2 separate regions of the Sus scrofa genome follow, and region 2 is linked to region 1. The links are chromatin contacts, called in public Hi-C maps. All regions are on one chromosome and are shown on one strand. Each heading gives the region's core, a stretch centred on a gene start, on an enhancer-like site or on the middle of the called end of the contact. The rest is flanking DNA. Distances are from core to core; before and after follow the strand shown.

The links. A called contact is a pair of places that touch in the nucleus more often than the background predicts.
Region 2: a contact with region 1 is called in a Hi-C map of skeletal muscle, with 1.9 times the contacts expected there. The contact joins the enhancer-like site here to the promoter of ACTG1 in region 1. A contact is called at or near these places in 2 of 5 promoter capture datasets (fetal skeletal muscle and liver), 16 of 47 Hi-C or Micro-C datasets (alveolar macrophages, brain, embryonic fibroblasts and 9 more) and 2 of 2 datasets of contacts at active chromatin or transcription factors (alveolar macrophages and skeletal muscle).

Annotation. Positions count from the first base shown.
Region 1 is chr12:1,317,330-1,322,740 of Sscrofa11.1, forward strand. It overlaps ACTG1 (actin, cytoplasmic 2), which reads left to right and starts at 3,026. Exons shown (of 5, transcript XM_003357928.4): 1 at 3,026-3,169; 2 at 3,545-3,913; 3 at 4,204-4,642; 4 at 4,738-4,919; 5 at 5,011-5,411. The coding sequence starts at 3,551. The coding sequence ends at 5,154.
Region 2 is chr12:1,439,522-1,445,500 of Sscrofa11.1, forward strand. No RefSeq gene overlaps it. Among named protein-coding and RNA genes, the nearest start is that of BAHCC1, 36 kb to the left of the region's middle. Within about 2 kb of position 4,005, at least 70 of the 83 cell types and tissues checked have an H3K27ac peak or open chromatin away from gene starts, as enhancers often do. A contact at or near this core is called in brain, embryonic fibroblasts, fetal liver and 6 more, where this site is marked.

The DNA of each region.
Region 1 (5,411 bases), core at 1,776-4,275:
CATCCCTAGAGGCTGGTGCAGGGAGATGACAGGCTGGCCTGGGTTTCGGAGGGAGGGGCAAGGACCCTGAGCTGGGGTTGTTCCGCAGTGTCTCAGCCACTGCCACACCTCCCTGCACTACTGTCTCCTCGGCCGTTTAATGGATGGAGGATGAAATGAGATGCATCACAAGCAATTCACCAAACCAGCACTGAGCGAGAACAAATCCCATCACTTCTCTGAGCCCAAGTCTCAAGAAGGGAAGGACACACCCGCTTCTGGGCACAGACGCAACCGCAGACTTTCTCCCTCCTCCCAGGGCCTCCTTCTCCCTGGGAGTCTCCTGGGCCTCTCCGGCTTCAGGAGGGGTGGGGGCGGCCGGGCACAGCCCTGAAGTGACCTTGGGCGAGGCCTCGCACTGCCCAGCTGCAAAACAGAAAAATCACGGCGCAGAACACGGCGCAGGGCTCGAGGCCTCTCTCTATCTCGGGGCGGACCCCGCACCCGCGCATCCGCGTACGCCGGGTGGCCGGTGCGGCTTCCCGGGCGGGTGGTCGGCCCTCCCCTCCGCCGGCCCCCCAGCTCCGCTCCCCGCCCCCTGATCTCGGGGGCCTCGCGCACCCCCACCCCCCATTCTCGCGGCGGGCGGGCCACGACGCAGCGGGGTCTCTGGGACCCGCGAGGGCCGGGCTGGGGGTGGGCGCGGCGGCCGCTCGCCCGCCGCCGCCGCCGCCCCTTTGTTCCGCGGGCCAATCGGCGGCCTCCTTGACTAAATAAGGCGAGGAGCGCGCCCCGCGCCCCCGGTCCGTTACTTCCGCCCCCCGCCCGGCCGGTGACTCAGGGCCGGCGGCGGGCGGGGACGGGGCTGCCCGGGCTGCGGCTTCCCGGGCGGCGGGCGGGGCTCCGGCGGCGCCGAAATGGCCAAATATGGCCGCGCCGCGCGCCGCCGCCCCCCAGCCGCACACCTGCGGCGGCACCTTGACCCCCGCCTCCCGCCGGTGACACAGCCGCGGAAGAGGAAGCGGCTCCCCCCCCACACCCCGCGCCACGCCGGCCGAGAGCGCCCCCCCCAACCCCGCGTAGCTCCGGCCCTGCGGGGGGGGGGGGGGCTGGCAACCTACCGAGGTGGGGGGGAGCCCCGGGAATCTCGGGGTTCCCAGGCCCCGCCCCACTTTCCCCGCGACCCTCTGGCCGCGCCCCCGGCGCCCTGCCCACTGCAAAGTGGAGAAGGGAAGGAGGACGGAGACAGAGATCCAGGGGCCTCTGCCTCTTCGCCACCTGTCCGCCGGAGCAGCTTGGGCACACCAGACAAAGGAGTGCCCCGCGGTCGAGGGAGCCGGCGTGGAATGTGGGGCGGGCGGACCCAGGGCGTGAGGCCTTGGATACTGGATACTTCCCACTTCCGTGTGTGACATCTTGGGACCGCCAAGTGTGGCAGTTGTCCTCACACATGGACGCCCCCACCTGGGGGCTGAAGGCCCATGGTTGTGCCCAGAGGTGCCAGTAAGGGGGGACTTTTCTGGAGGCCCAGCCCCCGGTTCTCCCAAGAGTGGCACACGCACACACCAGGCCTTGCCCTGTGCCTTTGGAAAGTCTGGGAAGTCGGGTACCCAGCTAGGCCTGGTGGCACAGGTGGCCGTAGGCATGGATTGCGTTTGGGTGACAGAGGTTCCCCCCCAGGTGAGCTGGGCAGCGGCTTTACCTGTCTAGCCCAACGCAGATGTGAACACCAGCTGAAGGGCTCTTGGGGCACCTGGTCCCGCCCCCCCATCGGCAGACACCTGCCCAGGTCCAGCCAAGCATACTGGGACCCTGACAAGGCCCCAGACTCGGTCTGCCCGGCACCACTGCCACCCCTCTTGGCCAGTGCTCTCTCTTCCCTGTGGCTCTTTTGATGTTTAATTCCGTGCTGAGCAATCCCGAAAGCTTCCAAAGTACCTGGTTCCCTCTGGGCATAACCAAAGCACTGGTGGCAGCAGGTGTGACCAAGACCCTGCCAGCAGTGACAGGACTTCAAGACCAGCCTCCTGGGGAAAAGGGCGCGCCCTGGAGCCGACTGGACCCACAGCCCCAGAGTTACTGAGGCCTAGGAAACCCACTCCAGGCGTGGCCGTTTCCTAGTATCATAAACAGAGAAGAGGGTGCCCCGCTCAAGTCTAGGGGGAAGGTGATGATTCAGGTAGCCCCTGCCTCAGTTTCCATACAACACTCAAAAGTAATTAAAATGGAGCAAAACTCCACCACCTCCCCCGCGGACGAGGAGGGGGTGGCCCCAAACGCAGAGAGGAGCCGCCGCCTGGGGACAATCGGGTCTGCGGTTTGAGGCGCAGGATGCGTTGGTTGGGTGTGGTAGGACGGGGCCTGTCTCTGCACAATCAGGGACCCCCGGCGCCCCGACACCGGCGGAGGGGCCTTGGCGGTGGTGGCTGCGCTAGGAAACGGGCGGCTCCTTCTCGTCGTGAGAAGGGCGAGGTCACGGCTCCCCGGGACTCCCCCGGACCGCCGGGCCCACAGTGCCGCCACGGCGACCGGCGGCGACCACCGCCCTCTCCCCTCCCCCACGCCCCCAGCTCAGCACCGAGAAGCCGCCTCGCGGCCCGAGCTCCCTGCAGAGCCTCGGGGAGGAAACTCGCAGGGGGCGCGCGGGGAGCGAAGCCCCCCTGCGGGGGCGGGGCGCGGGAACACACCCTGCTCCCGGTGCCGCCCAGCCCCGGGCCAGGCAGTTTCGGGGTGCAGCCGGGCCCTCCCCCAGGGTGCGCGACAGTCCCGGGGCGGAGCCGGCGGGTCAGCTCTGCGGCCCACCCTGCGACCCCGGGGGCGGTGGGGGGGGGAATCGCCAGCCCGGCCCGCTAGCCTGCCCCGCGCGGGGTCTCGCGCGCGGGGTCGCGGGCGCGCGGGGGCGGCGCGGGCGGGGCGGTTGGGGGCGGTGCGGGAGGGGGCGGGACCGGGCGCGGGGCCCCACGTGCCCCGGCCGGCCGGGCCAATGGGCGCCCGGCGTTCGGAAAGATCGCCATATATGGACATGTTCTGGGGCCGCGCGCGCCGCCGGGCCGCGCGCGCCCCCCGCTCCGCTTAAATAGGGGCGGGGGAGGCCGCGGTCGGTCTCGCTCGCCGCAGCCGGCCCGCGCTCCGTGTCTTCTCGCCGCTCCTCCGCTCGCTCCTCCGCGCCCCGCGGCCGCCGTCTCCGCCGGTAGGTGACCAGGCCTGCGCAGCTCCGGCCCGGTGTCCGGCTCTCGCGCTCCTCCGCAGGCCCGGCCCCGGCCCCAGAGGCCCGGCTTCACCGCCGCTGGCAACAAAAGGGGCGGCCGGGCGGGCCCCCGGGGTCCGCAGTGGGGGCGCCCTCGGGGGCGGGAGCTGGGTGGGGTCCGGCCGCACTGCCGAGCGCTCTGGGCCGCGCCGCCGCGGAACGGCGGCGGGCGGGGGGGTTACATAAAAGGCGGCCCCGGTTCCGGGCGGTTTCTCCGCTGCCGGGCCGGGGGGAGGCGGAGCGTCTCGCGGGCAGGGCCTTTGCAGGGGCCGTCCCGGCGCCGCTGGGCGCGCCTGAGCCGCTCGTGCCTTTGAGCAGATCGCCATGGAAGAAGAGATCGCCGCGCTGGTCATCGACAATGGCTCCGGCATGTGCAAAGCTGGCTTTGCTGGGGATGACGCCCCCCGGGCCGTGTTCCCGTCCATCGTCGGGCGTCCCCGACACCAGGGTGTCATGGTGGGCATGGGCCAGAAGGACAGCTACGTGGGCGACGAGGCTCAGAGCAAGCGGGGCATCCTGACCCTCAAGTACCCCATCGAACACGGCATCGTCACCAACTGGGACGACATGGAGAAGATCTGGCATCACACCTTCTACAACGAGCTGCGCGTGGCCCCCGAGGAGCACCCCGTGCTGCTCACGGAGGCCCCCCTGAACCCCAAGGCCAACCGTGAGAAGATGACTCAGGTAGGCGCTGCCGGGTGCAGTGGGCCGTTTCCATCCGTTTCATGAGTCGTTTAGTGCTGAGCTTTTGGGTTTTTTTTCCTGAAATTCAAGTGTTTCTTTCGATATTTTCAGGGTTCTGTTCTTCTCCTGGCATTTCCTTCCTGAAGTCTCAAGGTTTCTCGTTTGTGTTTCTGCCTGCTTCCTTTTCTTTTCTCCACACATCACATCACGTTTGTGGCATGTCGGCATGGTGTGTAGCATGGGGTGGCCCGGGGTCCCTTCTCTGACTAAGGAGCCGTTGCCTTTCCCAGATCATGTTCGAGACCTTCAACACGCCGGCCATGTACGTGGCCATCCAGGCCGTGCTGTCCCTGTACGCCTCTGGCCGCACCACTGGCATTGTCATGGACTCTGGGGATGGGGTCACCCACACGGTGCCCATCTACGAGGGGTACGCCCTGCCCCACGCCATCCTGCGTCTGGACCTGGCTGGCCGGGACCTGACCGACTACCTCATGAAGATCCTCACGGAGCGGGGCTACAGCTTCACCACCACGGCCGAGCGGGAGATCGTGCGGGACATCAAGGAGAAGCTCTGCTACGTCGCCCTGGACTTCGAGCAGGAGATGGCCACCGCCGCGTCCTCCTCCTCCCTGGAGAAGAGCTACGAGCTGCCCGACGGCCAGGTCATCACCATCGGCAACGAGCGCTTCCGGTGTCCAGAGGCGCTCTTCCAGCCCTCCTTCTTGGGTAGGTGTCGGGCAGCGCGGCCTGCCTGGGGGGGGCCCGGGGGCTCATCCCCTTGCACGGGGGACCGCTAAGGGGGCGCTCTGTCGGCCTCTCAGGCATGGAGTCCTGCGGCATCCACGAGACCACCTTCAACTCGATCATGAAGTGCGACGTGGACATCAGGAAGGACCTCTACGCCAACACGGTGCTGTCTGGCGGGACCACCATGTACCCCGGCATCGCCGACAGGATGCAGAAGGAGATCACGGCCCTGGCGCCCAGCACCATGAAGATCAAGGTGAGTCGGGTGGCCGTGGGGTCGGCAGGCGGCCTTGCTGGGACCCAGGGCTTGGCTGCCGGAGACTGAAGTCCCGCCCTTGTCTCCCCAGATCATCGCGCCTCCCGAGCGCAAGTACTCGGTGTGGATCGGGGGCTCCATCCTGGCCTCGCTGTCCACCTTCCAGCAGATGTGGATCAGCAAGCAGGAGTACGACGAGTCGGGCCCGTCCATCGTCCACCGCAAATGCTTCTAGACGGACTGCGAGCAGATGCGTAGCATTTGCTGCATGAGCTAATCCAGAAATAAAGTTTGCCCTGGCAAATGTACACACCTCATGCCAGCCTCCTGAAACTGGAATAAGCCTTTGAAAAGAAATTTGTCCTTGAAGCTTGTATCTGGTATCAGCACTGGATTGTAGACCTTGTTGCTGATTTTGACCTTGTACTCGAGTTAACTCTTCCCTTGGTCTCTGTTTAATACCCTGTGCATATCTTTGATTTAAACCCCTAG
Region 2 (5,979 bases), core at 2,755-5,254, 120 kb after region 1:
CAGCAGGTGAAGAATCCCACTAGGGAGTTCCCGTCGTGGCGCAGTGGTTAACGAATCCGACTAGGAACCATGAGGTTGAGGGTTCCGTCCCTGCCCTTGCTCAGTGGGTTAACGATCCGGCGTTGCCGTGAGCTGTGGTGTAGGTTGCAGATGTGGCTCGGATCCTGCGTTGCTGTGGCTCTGGCGTAGGCTGGTGGCTACAGCTCTGATTCAACCCCTAGCCTGGGAACCTCCATATGCCTCGGGAGCGGCCCAAGAAATAGCAAAAAGACAAAAAAAAAAAAAAAAGAATCCCACTAGTATCCATGAGGATGTGGGTTTGATCCCTGGGCTCCATCAGTGGGTTAAAGGATCCGACGTTGCTGCAAGCTGCTGCGGTGCAGGTTGCAGATGTGGCTCGGATCTGGCATGGCTGTCGCCATGGTGTAGGCCGGCAGCTGCAGCTGGGATAAGACCGCTCGCCTGGGACCCTCCATGTGCCATGGATACGGCCCAGAAAAAAACAAAACAAACACCCCCCAATAAATAAATAAACAAATACTACCAACATTTGGAAGTACTGCTAAACAGAAACACTATTTCAAGATACGTGCAATCATTGCAATGTAATTTGAAAAAACCTGTCATTTCAGTAGAGTCAGGGTTCTAATCAAAGGACATGCCAAACTGGAGGTGAGATCCGAGAAGAGCAGGTGTGGAAATGCGGCTCCATCCACTGTCACGGCCCCCGACCCTGCCCGTGAGCCCAGATTAAGGACCCCTGGCCAGACCAGCCACGGCTGGGGTCGGCTTCCCAGACACAGCACCCTCGAGATGCCGAGTCGTAGCCTCTCCAGGGTCTCTGTCTTTTCAGGCAAGACTGCGCGGCATTGACCGTGATTTACCGACTGACACACTGAAACCCGCTCCTGAGACCTGGCTTAGGGTTTTCATTGCGTTTCCTGTCGTTAGACGCCCTCCGCCCCCATCTCCTGCCTCTGACAGATAAGTCGGGGGGGGGGGGGGATGTCTTTCACTTTTGTCTTCTAATGCTTTGGAGGTGTGACTTCATACCTGCAGTCATTTACCTTAAAATGTTTCACATGCACTTTGACCTTAGCCGTCCCTACCCGTCTAGAGGTGACTGGAAACTGTCCCCACGAAGGAGACACCCAGCAGGTATCCCCCCCACCCCCTGCCGCCGCCCCACGGCCCGGTGAGGCCGTCTGGATTTCCCTCCAGACGGTGGAGAGCATTTTCCAGCCTGCGTCCCCGATAAAAATAGTTTCACTGGCTCCCGCAGCCCATGTTTCCCTCTTGGACGCGTTTGTCGTTTTGCTGGAGTATATGGAAGCTGGTAATTACTTTGGATGGTATTTGTTGGGAATAAACTCTCCTAACACTTGGCACGACCCAGAAAAGCGTTTTTTCCTCCCGACGGAAAGGCTGTCAGGCTAGGCAGAGAATTAAAGGCTCAAGGCATCCTGCCTCCACACTGCGGAGCTGCCCCGCCGGTGCCCGGGATCCAGCGGTGTGGCCGTCTGATGGCAGGCTTAGCCTTTCCTTTCTCGTTTTGGAGGCAACGTGTTGTGTTCTGCCCCCGGGAGCTCTTCCTTGATGCCGTTCTCTCTGCGTGCTGGAGAGTCCTCCTGCGTCTTCAGCCCAGGCTGTTGCTGAATATTCTCACCCGAAGCATTCCTTTCCTCCTCCTCCTTCTGATTCCTTTTCAATAACGGAACGCAGAAAACAGTGGGCTTACGTCCCACGTTTCTTAGCATTTCCTTCCTACTTTATGAGTGTGTCTCTGACGCTGGAGAATTCCACAGCTTGACCTCCTGGCTCACTCGTTCACCACTCGGCTGTGTGCCATCTAAGTTTTGATGACCTACTGAACAGCGTTTATGTCACCGTCCATATTTTTTTAATATCCTAAGATACCTTGTTGACTTTGGGAAAAGATCTCTTTTTTTTTTTTTTTTTTTTTGCCTTTTCTTTCAAGGGTTGCATATGGAGGTTCCCAGGCTAGGGGTCGAATCGGAACTGTAGCCAATGCAGCTCTGGCCTATGCCACAGCCACAAAGGATCCTACACCACAGCTCACAGCAAGGCTGGATCCTTAGCCCACTGGGCAAGGCCAGGGATCAAACCTGCATCCTCTTGGATACTAGTCAGATTCGTTTCCGCTGAGCCATGATGGGAACTCCTCTTTCTTTTTTTTAAAGGTCGCATCCTTGGCATATGGACGTCCCGGGCCAGGGGTTGAATCCGAGCTGCACCTGCAGCCTACACTGCAGTGGTGACAACGCCAGATCCTTAACCCCCTGCACTGGGCAGGGGACTGAACCCGCATCTCTGCAGGGGCCTGAGCTGCTGCAGCGGATTCTTAACCCACAGTGGGAACTCCCAGAAAGTATCTTTTTAAACTCATCTTGATCTTACTTTTCCACTTACCTTCTGGCACTTTGCTGTCGCCTCCCCAGATTTCCCTCGTGTTTAGGCATGGCACAACAAGGGAAGCATGTCATCATTTCCAGCTCACCATATCCGTTTCCCTGCCATCCGCAAGCCAACCACTAAGCTAATGCCACATACTATTGGGTTTTGTCACACCAGCTCCCCGGGTACCAGGCGTTTCTGTTAGGTGGGGCGTATTAGTCAGCTGTTACCACAGCAATGCTGCATAACAAACCACTCCGAAGTGCAGAGGCTTAAACGGCCCTCACTTCGATGCTCACACTCAGGCTCAGAGGGTGGATGCTGCGGGGGGAAGGGCCAGCCCTGCCCTGGGGGCTCCCTCCCCCTCCTGGGGCCAGTGGCTTCCCATTAGCACGCAGTCTACACAGACCCGCTAGAGCCTTCTGAGCCTCTGCTCGCTTCACATGTGCCCACAACCCACTGGCCCCAGGGCATCACGCTGCCAAGTCTGAAGTCAAGGGGAGGAACTGCCCACCCACCCGAGGCCCTGGCCAGGAGGGAGGTGTGAAATTCTACTGCAGGGAGGGAAGAACTGGGGTTGGGCTACCTCGTCTAGCACAGTTCCGTGGAACTGCTCCAACTACAAAGGCTTCGTTTTCGGTGGAACAGTCCAAACAACAGAGAAGCTTATTTCTCCCTGAGGAATCCCCAGAAAGGGCTCGGGTTTGCCAGGGGCCTCAGCTCCAGCAGCTTTGACCCATGTCCTCCACACGTTCCTGCCCCTGTCACTGGGGTTGTCACCATCGAGGCCCACAGGAAGAGCATGGACAGAGGTTTTGGAGGGCGCAGGAGCGGTGTCTGTCACACTCACTGACGCTCCACTGGGAGGGGCTGGTCTCAGGGCCACACCCCCTCGCTAGGGAATTTGGGAGGAAGCGGGGTGGAGAGCCCCGCCTCCCACGAAGTCCGGCCCGAGTCAGGGAGGAACCCCACCTCTGGGGAGGGTACAAAGAGCAGCAGGCGTGCAGCTCTGGCCGCTCTGGCCGGGGAGGCTCCGGATCGCAGAAGCCCTGGGCGCCGGCTTTTCCCCCTCGGTATGAGCACAGGGGGACAGGGGGACACTCCTCATCCGGGGTCACCCTGAGACAGGAGCCAGGCAAAGAGTGCAGCCACGACTGGCTCCTGGGCCCCAATCCCACTCCAGGGACAGTGCGGGAGCGAACACACCCCTGAGCAGCGTCTCGATCCGGGGCTCCGGGAAGCTCCCAGCACCTTCTGTCTCTTCCAGAGTACTGTATTTCTATGAAAGTCCCTGGAGAGATGCGCGGGGCGACCCCGGACACTAGACGCGACATGCGGGCCTTATCCTGATCCCCTGGGCCCTTGGAGGGGCCGGGTGCTGCTCCGCAGTCGCCCCGGGGTGTCATCCCCACCCTCTCGGGCGCTCACTCCGCAGTCCGGGGCGCTTTTCCGGAGAGCGGAGGGTGGATTCGGAAAGGGGAGCAAGCGCGGGGCCTGGGGTGGCGAGTCACCCACTTCTGAGGCTCTGTCCGGGCCGCGGGCGCAAGCCGGCCCGACACCGCCCCGCAGCGCACGACGCCGGACCGCGGCACCTCCCCTTTCGACCCGCCCAGCCCGCCCATTGGCCCGGACCCGCGCCTCTCGCATCTCCGCGAGACCCATTGGCCCGCGCTCGCAGCCCAGACAAAGGGAGCGGCGGCGGCGGGCGGCGATTGGCCAGGGCTCCGGATGGGTTGGGTTGGGTTGGGTTGGGTTGGGGGGGAAGGCAAGGGAGGGGGCGAGTTGGGAGGGGAGAGCTGGGACTGGGGGAGGAAGAGGGAAACACCCGCACAGGAGGGGGCGTCAGGGCGGGGGCGAGGGGCGCGGAGTGGGGGCCGGACAGAGCTTGGGGGGGGCGGGAGGAGAGCGAGTGGGGGAGGGGTGGAGGAGAACGGGAGGGGAGAACGACCAGGGAGGGGAAGGGAGCGCGGAGCCGCGCGGCCGGGGGAGGACAGCGGGGCTCGAGGTGGCGGGGGAGGCGAGGCGTTTAAGGCGGGGAGGGGGAAAGCGGGGGTGTTCGAGGGGGCGGACTTCGGCGCGGGGGCGGGGCGGGGCGCCTCCGCGGGGCGGGGCCGGGCGCCCCCGGAGGGCGGTGGCCGTGGGGCGCCCGGAGCCCGCCCGCCCCTCCGCCCGCCCCTCCGCCCAGCACCCCTCCCGCCCCGGGGCTCCAGCCCGGACCGCGGCCGCCGCCGCCTCCTCCTCGTCTTCCCCGAGGGTTCCGCGTCCGTCTCCGCAGCTCGGTCGGGGACGTGGGAAGGCGGGAGCCTGGGCCGAGAAGGACGCGCCCAGGCCCAGGTCTGGACCTGCAGCCGGAGTCGCAGCCCAGCGACGGGACGCGTGCTTTCTCGGCTTCGGAGCCCCTCTCCGGGTCTGCCGGGCCCCGGGGATCCTCTGCGCGTCCTCTGCACGGGGTGGAGACGCGGGCCCTGGAGCAGGAAGACGTACGCGGCGCCCGGACAGGAAGCTCCTCGCGCTTCCTGGAGAGTTGGCTCGGCGGGGTGCGTCGCCGGGGAGGGAGGGACGGGCCGTGGGGCGATCGGCCGGGCGGGAAGTGGCTTCTGGGGGCCCCCTCGCCAGCAGCGGGCCCCCGAGGCTGCCCTCGGAGCGCCGCCAGGTACGTGTTTTTTTCCTTTTTTCGCGCGCGCCCAGAACGCGCTCCGGGTAGGGAACGAATAAAAACCCGGCTGGTGTGTAAGAGCCTTTCGCTGCAAACGTGTCTTTCTGCGGGCTCAGGGAGGGCCGCTAAACGCGGGCTGCACCTTGGCCCAGGAGGTGCCGGCGGCCTCGGCCGGAGCACCGTTCTCCACTCCACCTCGAGGCTCGGAGCGACCGTCCCTTTGGAAAACCTTGGCCCTTTTCTCCAGGATCCGTTGCATTCGCCAGGGAGACCGTGCGCCCTTCCTCGGCCCCGGAGCCGGGGCGGTGGGGCTTTCTTTGTTCGTGCAGGCTCTCCAGCCCTACCCCCTGGAACCCCGGCGGTTTCCGCGCCGGGATGCCCAGTTCTGAGGGAGGATCCGAGCAAACTCGGGAGAGGGAGACCTGACCTTGGTTCCCCGCTAGACGGGCGGGCGGGCAGCGCCCCATCTCTCGTAGTCAGCCCCACGACCCCCGGCCCTCCCAGTTAGGGGAGGCCGGTGGGCTTTGTTTTGGGGGGTGGTTTCGGGAGGCCCGGTCGCCGGCCTGGGGCGGACTCTTCCCCTCCCCCAAGCCCACGTCAAACAAAAGAAGTCCCCGGAGAATCGTTTCCCGGGGAGACCTCTGCCGAATGTGAACCTGTGGTTCCCGCGCCCGCCCCAGTTTTGAGGTTGGGATCGTTTTTTCCAACAAAGGGGAAGGTTGGAGGGAGTGGAGGGAAAGGGCGCGCTTTTAGGGAGACATTCACTTCCTCCCCCGTTTTCTTACCCGATGAATGGGGCTCTGGACGGCCTTTGGATCTGGGGTGTTTTTCTTTGGAGACAGACTCAGGAAAGGAAGCGGCCTAGATGGGCGGGAAACTGGCAGGTCGGTCTCCACCCGGTGGGCAGA